2 separate regions of the Mus musculus genome follow, and region 1 is linked to region 2. A link is a contact called in public HiChIP or PLAC-seq data. All regions are on one chromosome and are shown on one strand. The core of a region is the stretch at or near the end of the contact, and the rest is flanking DNA. Distances in the headings are between cores, read along the strand shown. Region 1 has its middle 14 kb from the start of Cpa2. Region 2 overlaps Ube2h (ubiquitin-conjugating enzyme E2H).

What was found. HiChIP or PLAC-seq counts read pairs in DNA pulled down with a chosen protein or histone mark.
Region 1: an H3K27ac HiChIP or PLAC-seq map of embryonic stem cells shows a contact between it and region 2, with 5 read pairs. The contact joins two enhancer-like sites. A contact is called at or near these places in 1 of 484 Hi-C or Micro-C datasets (cerebral cortex), 1 of 115 datasets of contacts at active chromatin or transcription factors (embryonic stem cells) and 1 of 9 other capture datasets (adipose tissue).

The regions. Positions count from the first base shown.
Region 1 is chr6:30,525,705-30,529,190 of GRCm38.p6, reverse strand. No RefSeq gene overlaps it. Among named protein-coding and RNA genes, the nearest start is that of Cpa2, 14 kb to the left of the region's middle. Within about 2 kb of position 2,175, at least 80 of the 459 cell types and tissues checked have an H3K27ac peak or open chromatin away from gene starts, as enhancers often do. A contact at or near this core is called in embryonic stem cells, where this site is marked.
Region 2 is chr6:30,271,148-30,274,740 of GRCm38.p6, reverse strand. All of the region lies in intron 1 of Ube2h (ubiquitin-conjugating enzyme E2H), which reads left to right. Among named protein-coding and RNA genes, the nearest start is that of Ube2h, 32 kb to the left of the region's middle. Within about 2 kb of position 1,725, at least 17 of the 459 cell types and tissues checked have an H3K27ac peak or open chromatin away from gene starts, as enhancers often do. A contact at or near this core is called in embryonic stem cells, where this site is marked.

The DNA of each region.
Region 1 (3,486 bases), core at 926-3,425, 250 kb before region 2:
CTCCTCCCTGAGCCCTGTGATACTGCACATTTGAAACTAATTAAAAAGATTTGTATCCTGGAATTCCTGAGAAGCTATCAGCATGTGTCCTTGAACCTCTTATGGAGTTGAGCAGCATATTGTATGCTGTATTCATTTTACCGGGGGATGTGCCAGAGCCAATATTCTCATCCTGTCTCAACTCCCACTCAGCAATAGCATCTTGGCAGCTGTGAGATCAGCAACAGTTCGGGTATCTACACCGGAAAAACCAAAGTGCTACACAGTCAGGCTAACACTCTGAGCGCTGTCAAGCATTCCAGCACACCTCGGGTGTGTGGATTCTTTTGGTTTCTAGTGACAGTGACCCACTTGAGCATGAGTAGAAGGACAAAGTTATCACGAGATCCTGCCGGGGAGGCACAACGTTATTGATGAGTGGGTGAAAGAGAGGCCTTGGAAAGGAGCTGGAACTGGGGGTAGGGGGTAGTTTGGGGATCCTCAGAACTCTTCACCCTACCTTCTCTGTTTCCCTAACAACCAGTTTCCCCTGGCCCCTAATCTACCTGGAGGGCACTTTGGACCTGGAAGACCTGCTGTGAGTCCAGTTCCCCTGGGAAACTGATATCTGTCTTGGACCCGAGTCCAGTTTCTCAGGCAAGGACTTGAGTTGGGAAAAAAAATCTACCGTAGCCAATACCTGCCTGGTCAAGGCAAAGTGACTGGGAGTGGGTAGAAAGGAGGCCAATAGCCCTGAAAAACCAAAGCACTCACAATGACAGTTCCCCACTCTCTCTGGCTCTCAGGAGGCAGTCACTCATTTCATCAGATGCCACACACACAGGTTAGTCAGGAGATACTGGGGGGAGGGGCATTCATCTCTGACATTTCCAGACTTGCTTTGTGAACGCTCTGGAGTGTGCAGGCTACAGTGGAATGCCATGTCCTTTGGGTATGACGGGCTTCTGCACCCACCGCACCCATCCATGGATGTGGGAAGGCAACGGTTTAGTTACACTTCTATCTTTAGCAACTTTAGCATTACAGAGCACATCCTAGGCAAAAGACCCTGCTCTAGAGATCACAGAGGAAGATCCAACCACAAGAAACAGGAAAACTCCCTGTGAATTCTAAAAAAAAAAAAAAAAGTTACTGTCCCTGGAGCTGATGACTTCTCTTGGTTGGCAGAGGGTCTCCCTCTGGTCTCCAGTTCCAGCACTATAGACTGGGTGTGGTGGTGAATCCCGATGGCCCACAGGAGGGAGAGAGCAAGGAGAATGAAAGGTCAGAGTCATTTTATACAAAGTCTCAGCCACAGGCAACTTTGAGATAAGCCTTAAGGCTACATAAGAACCTGTCTTTAAAAAAAAAAAAAAAAGTAACAACAAAACAAAACAAAAACCTATACAAATAGGCATAATTTAGGGGTTTGTTTGTTTGTTCAGACTAAGCCTCACTTTATAGACTTAATTGGCCTGGAATTCCAAATGAAGACCATGCTGGCCTGGAATTTCTATCAACCTGCCTCTGCCTCCCCAGGTGGTAGGATTAAAAGTGTGCACTACCACACCCAGTCAGGGTAATTTTTTTAAAAATAAATATGTTGGTGGGGTATGCCTTTAATCTCAGCACTGCATGAGCGGATCTCTGTGAGTTTGAGGCCAGGCTGGTTCACATGGAGAATTTCAGGCCAGTTAGGGCTACCCAGAAAGAACAAGTCTTAAAAAAAATAAGAAATTACCTTGCCTGCAAGCCATCCAAATGCAGGTGCCAAAAACAGTGGCATACTCCTGCAATCCCAGTACAGTACAGGGGGCTGAGAGGCAGGCAGATGGTGAAATGGTGAATTCCAGGCAAGTGTGAGCTAAAACACACACACACACACACACACACACACACACACACACAAGAAATGCAAGCTACTGCTCCAGCTCTTGTCAGATCAGGATCCTTTGCTTTCCATATTTCCAACCCGAGCCTTCCTGGACACGTGTTGCCATCCCCCGAAGACTTGGAGAAAGGAGAGAGGCCATTTCCTCTCCCTGCCTGTCTGTTTTCAGAGCCAAGAAACTTTTAAGAATGCCCTCACCAGCAAACTTCTCCCTGGAATGAAATGACACCCCCTGCCTGCTCGAATCACTCCACAGGGGGACTGCTGCTGCCATGATTGGCTCAGAGCAATCAAGGCCCTGTGTCAGTGAGAGTGTACAATGGGCAGAAGGAGGATCTGCTAGGACGGAAGAAAGGGAGGCAATCAGCAGGGGCTACCCGGACTCTGTCTGATTCTAAAGCCCGCAATCAGCGGAAAGACGCGAGGGCCCGGGCCCTGGCAGCCATTTCTCCAGGCACTTTGTCTCTCGTTTCACTCTCAGACCCGCCACTCTGCCTTACCAAATCCGGTAGATCCGCCCACCGGAACCTGGTTTTTATCTCCCCTCTCCCCGCTTTTGATTTATTTTAATTAGTAACAGAGCTGGCTCCCTGCCTGGCATTTTCACTGCTAAATCAAGATTTTGAACATAAGAAAGTTTAAGGTGTCAGAGGACACTAATAAAGACCGTTACAAACTGCAGGCCCCTGTAATCAGGCCATGTTAAGGTCTGCCTGCGAAGGAAGTGAACTCAGAAGTTAACAGATAAAAACTGGAAAATAGTACTATTGGGATTAAACCTTTTTATTACAAAAAAAAGAAAAAAGAAAAAAAAAAGCATTTCATGCACTGATTTTTGAGTACTAAGAAATTTCCTAGATGGAACGTTCAGTGTCGAGAGCTTCCGGAGTTGGGGGGGGTGGGGGGTGGGGGTGTTGATCAAAAAGCACAAGGAGGATTAATTTACAAGACATCTCCCTCTGAGCAGCTTCTCTGGGCCCTAACAATCTTCTGCTCTACATAAAAGGTTTCATACTCTTTGTCCCTGTCTAGGGCTGTTAAGCTAAGCGCATCCTTACACCCAAAAGTGCTGAGAACTGAACATTTAGCTCACAAGTAACACATTTTCCTTCTTGCTCTTCCTTGGTCACTTTGGAAGGTTTGTGGCTCATTTATTTCCCCTTCAGCCGCCATCAGCTCTCAGACCACATGTTCCTGACAGAGAGAATATCCAGGTGGCCTGGTGCTTGGAAACCTGTCAGACATTATTCAATGCAATAAAGAACACATCAGACAAGTCCTTGGGATATTGTTGCAGGGAAACCCTGTTTAGAATTCACTAATTGGGAATCTGTGACAATTTGAGGAAGGGCTAGCAGAAGTTAACCTTTGTGGGGGGAAAAAAGAGTTCACTGAAGTTCTGCATAGTATAAACAAGATAAGAAGGGGAATAATTATCTATTTAAAAGAACCAGTTGTTTTGAAAAGCTTTCTATAGAAGTATCCTTTTACATACAAACTGGGTAATTATGATTTAAACAAAGGCTGGCCTGTTTCTTAGGCTTCTTTGAAATGTCAATTACAAACTACTCTTGTCTCTTCTCCAAAGCAAAGTCCATCCCTGTGCCCTGGCCACA
Region 2 (3,593 bases), core at 476-2,975:
ATAAAGTCTGGGAGTGTGTGCAAAAACAGGACCAGCCAAGTCAGACTTGATTCTCCGACCACTCTCCAGGGGTCTGGAGGTAAGGCTTTTAATTTTAACTTAATTTGTAAAATGTATTGGTGTCCTTATGAGACAGCATTGGGGCTTAGATGAGACAAACAGGCCACAGGTGTTTAGAATGGTAGCTGAATTATTGGAAATAAGGGCAGTGGTGGGGTAGCTGTGGATGCTTCATGGACCAACACTGATTTGTAACAATAAAAAAATAAACAATAAAAAATTTATAAACAATAAACACTTAGGCTTTTTTTATTTTATAATGATGCTGATTGACTTAAATACTGTGTTTTCCAATCAGTTATAGGGGGTGGGCTGTTGAGGCGTGATCTCTCTGAATAGCCTTGGATGTCCTGGAACTCACTGTGTAGACCCAGATGGCCTTAAACTCAGAGATATGCCTGCCTCTGCCTCTCAAGTGCTGAGATTAAATATGTGTACCACTGTGCTTGGCCTTGTGTTTCCCAACTTTGAAAGTTTGCACTCTAAAACTTCAATTTTATATGGAAGTATACTTGGTTTATATTGAGTAATTTTAAAAAATTATTTGTGGGGTCGGTGGTGCGCGTGCCCCTATAGCAAAAGGACAGAGAACAACATTGTGAAGTTGGGTCTTTCTCTCCACCCTTATGGAATCCAGGGCTTGAATGAATGCAGGTAGCCACAGGCAAGCATTTATTCCACAGTCTGTACTCTTCTTCATGCTCCTGTTGTAGCAGCCTCACAGTGGAGGACTCTCTGTGCCTTGTTTGCTTCCTTCCAGTCTTCTGCTTTTTGCTACCAGGGCAATACTGTTTTGGGTCTGTGTCTGTGTCTGTCTGTCTGTCTCTCTCCTCCCTCCCTCTCTCCCTCCCTGCCTCTTCCTGCTTTTAAAGCTTTGAATTTATGGGCATTGCAAAGATTAAATATATATGCCACCACACTGGGGTTCGTTTTCTCTCTCTTGTTCTCTCTCTCTCTCTCTCTCTCTCTCTCTTCTCCTTCCTTCCTTCCTTTCTTCCTTCCTTCCTTCCCTCCCCTCCCTCCTCTCCTTCCCCTCCCTTCCCCTTCCCCTTCCCCCCTCCCTTTCTTTCCTTGACAATTCTGCTATGTAGGCCAGATTAACCTAGAACCTGGTGTGATTCCAGGCTGGTGTCAAACTCACTGAAACATTCTTGTGTCTTGTCTCCTCAGAGCTGGGGTTAGAGGCTTGCACCAGCACACCTAGCTTGGAGCTACTCTTTATACAAGGCTTATCTATCAGCTTCTCCCCAGAATTCATTTTCCTCCCAAACAAAGATAAGCTTGTCTTCCTCTGTACTGGAATCAGAGGTGAGTCAGATGCTTTTCTGAGGGTGCCTAGGGATCTGGTCTTCTTGTTTCCAGACTGAGCATCTTCCCAGCCCTGTATACCCTACCCTCCTTTTTGAGACAGGGTCTCGTGTAGCCCAGACTGCTCTTGAAGATGACCTTGAACTCCTGCTGCCTTCACTTCCCACATATTGGGATCCAAGGCATGCCACTACCAAGTCATGCAAGTGCCACAGTTATTTTTGTACGCAGATCGGTCTTCCCCTTTTCAAGTCATTTGCCCCCTGACCTTTTCTCCCTGTGCCATGTATTACATAGCTCTGATCTTTCTTCCTTTGTCTTCCCATCTGAAAGAGAAGGGCTTCATTTGCATAGAGGTTCCAGTGATAGAGGGAGGCATTAGTGTCTCAGTTCAGAACTCTGAGTACATTGGTTTTCTAGCAGAGAGAGTGATGTGGGTGAGGATTAATATCTCAGATTGAGAAAGTGCATGCCAGATACATGCCAGCGTCAGTTTACATTGACCTTTGTTACGGGGAATTATATTCTGAGTTCTAAAGAAGGGACTTCACTTTTGAAATAAACTTGTTGGGGAAGGACTGGGGGACTCTGACCTCTGTAGCCCACACCTCAGGAGTGCTCTAATGGAGACTTTGCCTGACTGTGGGCTGGAAAGAGGGCATGCCCTGCCCTCCTCAGGAGGCAGCTGAGCCAGAGGCAGTCCAGTAGTTCTTTTGTATTTGGAAATACTCCTTGGTTTGGAGACTGGGCTTGTGCAGATACTTAAGCGGGTGCCTCCAACAAACAAACGTGATTATTCTTCAGCGATTACGCCGTAATCTGCATAACAAGAGAACTATTTTACTTTAGAAATGTTGAAGCTGTTAAGGCAGAGTTGATCTTTTCAGAGCAGGGTTCCTACAGAAAACCTTCTGACTCTACTGTGGTGCAGCTGGCGTGAAAGGCGAACGAACATTCCTGTAATAGGCTCTTGTAATTTCCTTTTAGTTTTTGTTTTCGAGACAGGTTCTATGTAGTCCTGGCTATTCTGGAACCCCATGGGTAAACCAGGCTGGCTTTGAACTTAGAACCACCTGCCGCTGTCTCCCCTAGTATTGGAATTAAAGGTATGTGCCACCATGCCCAGCCTTGCAATTTACTTTTAATGCAGAGAAAGTAGGAATTTTTGGACATAATCATCTCTGGTTGGTATTCTAGAAAAATGATACAACAGCTGGATTGAAAGACATAAAGGTTTTCTTCTTATTCAATGACTTTTTCTCCCTTTCTTTCTTTTTCCAAGACTGGAGTCTCTCTGCATTATCCCACTGGACTAGAACTCGCTATTTAGACCAGGCTGCCCTGGACAGAGATCTGTCTCTTGAGTACTGGGATTAAAGACATATTACCACCCTTCTGTAATTCTGAGAACTATAAAATAAGTTTTTACATCTTAGGCTTAAAAAAATTTTTAAGTATTTTATGTGTAAGGGTGTTTTGCCTGTGTGGGTTTGTCTAAGTGTCACTTGAGTGCCTAGTGCCCTGAAAGGCCAGAAGTTGGCATTTGTATCCCTTAGGACTGAAGTTAGGGATTGTTGTGGGCTACCCTGTGGATGCTAGGAATTGAAGCAGGGTCCTCTGGAAGAACAGTTTGTGCTATGTACCCCTGAGCCATCTCTCCAGCCCCCATCTCACAGTGTTTAGACTATCATCTACTGATGGTAAAAGAATGCTCTGGAGCTAGAAGAAAATATCAAAGGACATTTTCATTTAGTGCCGTCTTCATGGCAGACTTTGTGCAGTAGTAACACGGACTGTGTGTAAATGATGACCACCTGCCCTGGAGCAAGCGAAACCGTGGTTTGTAGTGGTTTCTAAGGTGTAAATACTGTACTGAAGCAAGCCTGTCTACATTGTGAGATCTATCGGGAAGAAATGGATATAGTCATCTGATTTGGATTAACCTCAAATGATTCTTTTCTTCCTTCCCCTTGTGTGTATATTTGTAGACAGACACACACACATAAACCCCCTCCCAACCTCCCACTGTGCCACAGTGTGCACGAGGTGGTCAGAGGACAACTTGTGGAGTCAGTTCCCCTTTTCTACCATGTTGGTCCCAGGTATTGAACTTGGGTCTTACATCCTGACCTCTCATGCTAACTATCCTTTATTTTCCTTATCTCTTACATAAGTATGTAATTTGAACTAAGGGCAAGGTAATTTCTTTGGCCTTAGATGAACAA